Regions from separate parts of the Mus musculus genome. Here region 2 is linked to region 1. A link is a contact called in public ChIA-PET data. All regions are on one chromosome and are shown on one strand. The core of a region is the stretch at or near the end of the contact, and the rest is flanking DNA. Distances in the headings are between cores, read along the strand shown.

Region 1 (3,950 bases), core at 212-2,711:
GTTTTAAATTTAAAAAGAAGCATAACCTTAAACATATGGGAAATCAACTTAATCCAAAATAATCAAGGAAAATATTATTAACCCCAGGATGACTATAGACAAACTAAGTTTAACCCTTGCTCTGCAGTGTCAGGAGTCAGGCAATGGTTACATAAGGACCCCAGATTTACGTTCTCTGGTATTCACAAATCTGTTATCTATTTGTTATGTGGTGCTAAAGACAGAACCCAGGGCCTCAAGTGTACATTTTAACAGGATGTTTCCCTGACCTCTTGCACAATTATATTAACATTTTACTTATTTAATTCCTGGGCTAAAAGAGGGACAAAATAGAATTTGACCCAAAAAGACTTCCTCATAAAAGATATGTTATAATTATATGATAAGCAGTATTATTGTAAAATAACTGATCACTAGATACACTAAGCAAACATTACGCATAATGGTAAGAACTCAAAGACCATTATGAGCATTTGCCATCCTTAACAATAAGATGAACATCCAAACAACAGATTATGACACAATGTTCTTCAAATTCTGCTTCATAAGAAAACTTTCCAGCTAACCACTGCCCCCAAGTACATGGAAATTAAATTTACTGATAAAATTTAAACAAACCTGGAACACAGGCCTGAACTATTTAGCGACAGCTCAGAATAGCTATGGATAATGTTCTATAAAATGTAAAGCAGGTCCATTACCAAAGAAGGGAATGGGACAATGGGCAAAAGGGACAAAGTGTGCTCAGAACACACGTGAAACAGATTTCCTAACTGGCATGTAATACCGGGAGCTGAGGCTGGGGAATACCACTCTATAGTAGAGTGCTTGCCTAGCAGGTGCTAAGTCCTCAATTCAATCCCCAGTATAAACTAAAGGAAAAAAGGGGAAGGATGCAAGGAGGGAACACTCAGCACAATGGCCCTGCTACTTAAGTAACCGATTAGCCTCTGAAAGAAAGTCTCAGGAATATAAACAATTTTCTGATTGTTTACCTAGGATTTAATAACAATTGTTTCTAAAATTTGAAATAAAATACATGTGAGCAAAGCTTTGCAAAACGGAAACCCTGGGGTCGGGTTGATGAGCTCAGTCAGCAAGGTCCTCGCTGTGAAAATGAGGACATGAAGTTAGACCCTAGGATCCTATAAAGATCAGGACGGGATGGAGAGACTCGGGATGGAGAGACGGCCCGTGCTGGAGAGCACCGGCTGCTCTCCTGGAGCACCTGCATGGTGCTCACACCATGTCTAACTCAGCTCCAGAGGCTCCAACACCCTATTCTGGCCTTTAGGGCACCAGGTATGCTTGTAAGTGCTGTGCAGACATACATGCAGGCAAAATCACTCATACATAGAAAAAAATGAAACAAACAAAGAAAGCAGGATGTGGTATGCAACTGTAACCCCAACGCTGAGGGGGGAGAGACTGAGGAATCCATAAAGCTCACTGGCCAGACAGCCAACCTGAATGTATGAGCTCCAAGTTCAATCACAGAGCCTCACGGCAAAGAAGAACGCAGAGAGTACGCATCACAGTATCTCGGACACCTGAGCACATTCACCACAGACAAGCACATGTGTACACATGTGTACATGCGCACACACACGCACGGTACACACACATACCTGGAAGGAAGCGGAAATGCTGCATTAAACCAAGCATCACCTCTCTACAGCTTGTATTGTGTGGGTGCTGGGCTGAGGCCTTTACACACACACACACACACACACACACACACACACACACACACATACCCCTGCCCTGACTTGGAAGTACTAAGTCTACAAGGGAACTCTCCTGAGTGGACCAGGGACAGAAAAGATTCCTCACCACCATGACAAGCACTGACTAAATTCAGTAAAGCTAATGATTTCTCATTTGGAAAGAATAACGTGAAGTCCATACAGGAAAACAACAATGACAAATACATGTTAAGAAAATTCTCCAGTGAGAAAAGAAGTTGAAGGCAACCTCAGTTTGAGTTGTTTAAACGAAACCCAAGTTAAACAGCTGCAGTAAGGGCGAGTGAGGATCCGGCGGCTGGCTCGTCCCTTCCCCAGTGAAGCAGAGCTCTTGTACCCTCTCTGAAACTCAAAGACAAAGGCAGGGTGTGTCCAAGCTCTGCTCTGTGACAGGTGCAGCTTTAGCAGGTGCCCCAGACCAGATGCCACTTACAGCTTTGTTCTGGACGTAACCCTGGCCAGCATGTCGGTGCCAAGTTAAGCCAGTTATCTCAGCAGCTAAATTGGTTTCACTGGTACTTAGATCAACTGTCCTCAAACTTCAGACTACTCGCAACCACCTGGGGCATGCTTTTGAAAACTAGTTTCAGCCTACTAACTATTAAGTCCACAGGTCAGTCTTAGCGTTAAATGAACAGCTGAGGCCCAGGATACCTCAGGCAGCGAAGCCCCACTTAGGAAGCAGCCCCTCTTCTACCAAAGCTGTCATTATCAACCTTAGATCCAGCTGTTTCCAGGAGAACATGGTGGGAACAGGTAACTGACTTAGGAAGCAGTCAACCAAAGCCCCAAGTCAGGACTTTCTAAGGGACAAATGAACCCATTGCATGAATACATATGGGAAAAGGAAGGGAACGGACAGTTAAGAGGTAAGACCCAGCAGCTGACACATCAAACACATCCCCTTCTTCAGGTCCCATCACAGCAAACTATGGGTAAGCAGAGTCCTGTGGTCACACAACTACAGGTCTGTCACTGGACAACAACCCTGAATGAGGCAATTATTCCTAGACATCACCAAGAGTTTTCAGTCCCAACAACAGCTTATCACCAATATACTTAGTCAAAAGAGCATGCATTTTATAAAAAACAAATTATCTCAATTTACAGCATGTTTTTGCAGAAACTATAGCCCAATGGCACCTCTGTTTTTAGCAGAAAACAAACAAACCAACCAACTAGTTAACTTGTTTCTTGAAAAGCAGAATGACACATTACCAGATAATCTAAGACTGATAAACCCAAACACATATGCAACATGAAATATATCTGAGGATGTTTAGTAACTGTGAATAATGGAGAATTATGATAATGATTTGTAAAACATAAAAGGGTTAAGCTGCATTTTGAAAAACATAAAATTTATTTCTAAATTGGCAGTTAGAGAGTTACTTAAGACTGAGGGTGAAAATGTACTCCCAGCTCTTTATTACAGGACACAAAGCTTTCTTTCTTATACAAATGCACAGATAGATCTTATAGAGGTACCCAGAACTCATCACCCTCTATCCACTGTTATTTTATTTTGACCAAATGAAATTGCCAATATTTTAGCTAAACTACGAATAAATACAATGTTACACTGTTTATATAATAATACATATTTATTTTTTTAGCTTAACTATGGATAAATAGAAACAATGTTACATTGTTTGTATAATAAAGACATATATTTATTTTAACTTCAAAAGCCAGCACTTTTTATTTTTTTCAAATGTGCACACAGCATGCTGCTGAGATAGCTGCAGAGGTAAAGCATTTGCCAACAAAACCAGATGACCCTTTGGTCCCTAAAGCCCGCCCACACCAAGGGACAATAAGACTCTCAAAAGTTGCTGTAACACACCCGAATAATACATACACACACATACACGTATATACACACATACATAGAATTTTAAATACACTTATACTTTCAAGTCATAAACTAACTAGAGATAGCTTCGACAAACATCTGCCTTTAAGTTCAATAAAGTCTGGCCCTTAATACAGTATCTACTGCTAACAGCTATTCCCTAATATCAAAATTCAGGACATGACTTCCTCAGTTTTCATAGTCACAGAACTAAACAAAACATAATATTTTTTTTAAACCGAGCTAGTTAGTATCAAATTCAACACAAGTACTAGTCTACAAGCAATAACTACAATTGTCCAAAGAAACTTTGTACAAATTTTTTTAAAACTCAAATATACAACATATTT
Region 2 (3,816 bases), core at 1,164-3,663, 480 kb before region 1:
TGATCTCCACCCAAATCCTGCCAGCTCTACATTTTTATATCTGGGGTATCAGTTTGACACTGTGGAATAAATAGATCTATGTGTCTGGATGTTTGCCACGAGGCTGGCTTCCTTTCTATAGATATGTATGCTAAAGACCAACCCAGATCCAGACTCTTAAATTATTGTAGCTCAGTATATGTGTCAGGTACACCGTCCCTGATATTCCAGTCATGGTCCAGCCCTGGGACCCTTAAGGTGTGTGCAAGCCTTCCAGGTGCAAAACAGATCTCAAACTTCATCCTCCCAATGCCAGAACATCCTTCTGCCCCCAGGAGGCTGGAAACACATCCAAAAAATCAACAAATAGGCCTAAAATAAATCTAATCCTAAAGCAAAAACAGTCTTCTATCGGTTTCCTTTAGCTGATACAGAAAATAACGATTAGAAGTTTGTGCTTTTTGTACATAAAAACTTTTGCATAATTTGTTAATGTTATAAACATCAGCAGTTCGCACCTTTTGGCTTTGTTAAGTTTACTACTGCTGTGATGACTACCATGACCAAACCCAAGTTGGGGTTCAGGGTTTACTCAGCTTACATGTCCACTTCCTAGTCCTTCGCTGAAGGAAGTCAGGGCAAGCACTCGAGCAGGGCAGGAACCTGGGGGGCAGGAGCTGAAGCCTCGGAGGAGTGATTTCTTACTTGTTGGCTCCTTATGGCTTGCTCAGCCTGCTTTCTTATAGACCCCAGGACGACCAGCCCAGGGATGGTACCACCCACCATGGGTGGATCACTAATTAAGAAAATTCCCTACAGGCTAATCATATGGAGACATTTTCTCAAATGAGACTCCCTCCTCTGTGATAGCTAGCTTGTGTTAAGTTGACACAAAACTAAACAGCACACCATGTCTCCAAATCTCAACTTATTCTAACGCTTAATATATATGTCTTTATATTTTATCTGTAAGATAGGGCTTCTTTGGTCCATAAGAGGTTTTATAAATATATTCAATCAAAGATCAAAAGGGATCTCCCTGTCCTTTTTAATTACTCTGCTAAAACACGAGGGATTACAAGCCAGTCACTCAACCTGACGTGACATCCTCTGTCAAGCATCCTGCATGTCATAGAGACTTGCCTCTACCATCTACAAGGAGCAAAAGAAATTATCTGGGCTGAAGTGTGGGAACAAACTCTTGGCAAACTTAGAAATACTTTTCATGTTGTCTTAACCTGGCTGATGATTGCTTTAGAACAAGTATCCCACTGTGGCTGGACACTTGATCTGCAGGATTCCTTAAAAGAAAGGAGCGGGTGGCAAGAATGTATCAAACGCTCCACAAAGATACAAAACGTTCTGGACGTGGCCTAGCTCTCAAGGCGCTGTCAGACTAGGTAGGTCACTTAAGTGCTTCTAAAAATATGGGACAGGGTAACTTTCCTGGCCTTGCTTTCGTTAGACACTAGACCAATTAATAGACAAGAAATAGTCGTCATCAAAGTTTGCTTTGAGAAAAATTGCAATATTTGCTCAGTTTTTATTGTGTGATGCTTTTGCATGGAGTCTTCCATTCAATTTCTTTTCCTAAATTCAGTGCTAAACTGCACACCAAGGTTTGTATTTGTATTTTTTTTGAAACATTATGTATAATAGAACCATTTTCTAAATCAGGCGTTATGAGCCTTCATATTTGTTTGTTTTCCTTTGTAGTTGTAAATTTACAGTGTGTTTCTGCTAATGCTCTCAAGTATCCTAGTCTCCCCCCCCCCCGCCCCGTCCCCCACTCCACCCACACAACCCCTTTCCTAGTATGTTGACCTTACTAAATGCAAGAATATCTCTTGGAAGCTGCTTACGTCCAATAGCACTTTCTAGAATTCCACGTATCATTTGTTAAACATGCTCTTACATTCTTCTCTGCCAAAGGCTAATAGTTACAGATATAGCATTGAACAACACAGACAGTCCTGTCTCCACAGAAATGACTGCCAAAATAGATTTGGACAGGAACCCAGGGGCGCCAAACGGGAGAGCAATAGAGAATCCGGCTGTGGCCAAAGCCGAGACTTCGGCAAAAGGGGAGGCTCATCCTAGAAGCAAGAACCAGCGCGATACACAAGCTTGAGTTCTGGGCATGCGCAGTTCGCACTGGAGTTCTGAAGCACCTGGGCCTGCCTGCTCCTGTGAATGCCTGAGCATGGTGGGTGCTCATCATGCAGGGGCAATCTAATGTATTCCTTGAATAGCATCAGTAGACATAAGCCATTGCGGTCTTAAGCTTTCTATGCAGATCTGGGGGATTTTGTTTTGTTTTTCACTTAATTCTGTGCAGCGTGTGTATCTAGACAGCCAAGCCTAGCCTTAGCTCTCTGGCCCTGACCTCCACGTCTTGTACCCCAGCATGCAGATAAGCACACTGTACCCTACTTCCTGCTAGAAGCACCCCCTACTTTGATGTGGAGAGTCAGGGGAAGTGTTTCAGTTCTCGCAGTTACTAAACCGTGCAAGGGGAAATTGGTGTAAGCACACCAAAATGCTAAGTGCACCCTGGCCTGGTTGCACAGAACTCCGGCTCCGGGCAGCCATCAGGAGCGCTGTCAAGACTGTAATGCACAGGGCTCCATGTTGGAACTCTCAACCCCAGAGGCCAAGGGACCATGGAGGAAAGGTGTTTAAAGAGTGCCACCTCGTAATGAGGAGGATGAAGGGTCAGACTCCACTGTTGAAGACAAATCTTTCCACCAAGATCCGCTGCAACAAAGATGATCCAGCCCATGCCGCTGTCAAAAGGCGCGAACAGCAAATCCCTTTAAATCTACCAATCTTAGTTAGCTTTCTCTGGGGGTGTGAGTGGATACAGACCCCCAGTGAAGCCGACCTCTGCTTCTCACCCCTTATGCCATCAGGTGGACAGAATTCCAATGGGGTGAGAAGCAGAGGTCGGCTTCACCGGCAGCAAAGGATGAAGTAAGCAGAGACTAAGAAAAACATCGTTTCTGTTCTTTCTTTGTAATTCGTGGAAACCGGGAAGATCAGTAGAGCCACAGAAGACTGGCTACCACCGTGTCATTTCCATTAGTCTTTGTGTGTCAGAGTGAAGGGAAGAAGAACATCACTGTCACACTGAAAGAAAGTGGCCCATTTGTTCAACATGGCTGTCACGTCCCTCCTGACTTCTCAAGGTGGTCATAGAGTAAGCTAATTTCCATTTGGTGGTATGGAACTTTAGTCCGAGTGTCTTTGTTTTGAGCCTTGCTAGAGGCTATTTGGGGTCAGCACAGAAACATAATGGGGGGGGGGGGACTTCCTATTGTGTTTATGGAACAGTGTCCTAGAAAAGTAAATTATAAGCCAAGGAAAGAAGGACATTTTAACCCTGAAGTACAAGAAAAATTGCCACAGGACCAGCAAGACAAGTCAGAAAGTAAAGGACACTAAGGCTGGTGACCTGAAGTCAACCCTCTGGAGCCCGCATGGCAGAAGGAAGACCCATCATCACAAGTTGTCCTCTAACTTCTGCATGTGCCCTATGCTGTACAGGCCTCCCTCATCCAGTAGATCGATAAGGAAACATATTTAAAATATTTTAAATTAAAAAAAAAATCCATTGCTTCAAAGAATAGAACGGCCATTGTTGTTATGCTTATGAACTTATAGTGTAGTTTTAAAATCAGTGTTTCTTTTCTGCCTTTTCTTCTCTGAAGGCATGAAAAAAAAAAAACCCACTCATTGTACTAATTAAACCCTACCTGAAGATCTGGTTCATACTGGTTTCTATTCTTTGTAGGGGACAGGCCGAGAATAGAGTATTAGAACTACTAACAAAGAGGG

Evidence for each region. ChIA-PET counts read pairs in DNA pulled down with a chosen protein or histone mark.
Region 2: a contact with region 1 is called in an RNA polymerase II ChIA-PET map of memory CD8 T cells, with 8 read pairs. The contact joins two enhancer-like sites. A contact is called at or near these places in 2 of 115 datasets of contacts at active chromatin or transcription factors (bone marrow-derived macrophages and memory CD8 T cells).

What each region holds. Positions count from the first base shown.
Region 1 is chr15:96,295,487-96,299,436 of GRCm38.p6, reverse strand. The region is part of intron 3 of Arid2 (AT rich interactive domain 2 (ARID, RFX-like)); the gene reads right to left. Among named protein-coding and RNA genes, the nearest start is that of Arid2, 9.9 kb to the right of the region's middle. Within about 2 kb of position 1,461, at least 51 of the 459 cell types and tissues checked have an H3K27ac peak or open chromatin away from gene starts, as enhancers often do. A contact at or near this core is called in memory CD8 T cells, where this site is marked.
Region 2 is chr15:96,777,063-96,780,878 of GRCm38.p6, reverse strand. No RefSeq gene overlaps it. Among named protein-coding and RNA genes, the nearest start is that of Gm32564, 40 kb to the left of the region's middle. Within about 2 kb of position 2,413, at least 72 of the 459 cell types and tissues checked have an H3K27ac peak or open chromatin away from gene starts, as enhancers often do. A contact at or near this core is called in memory CD8 T cells, where this site is marked.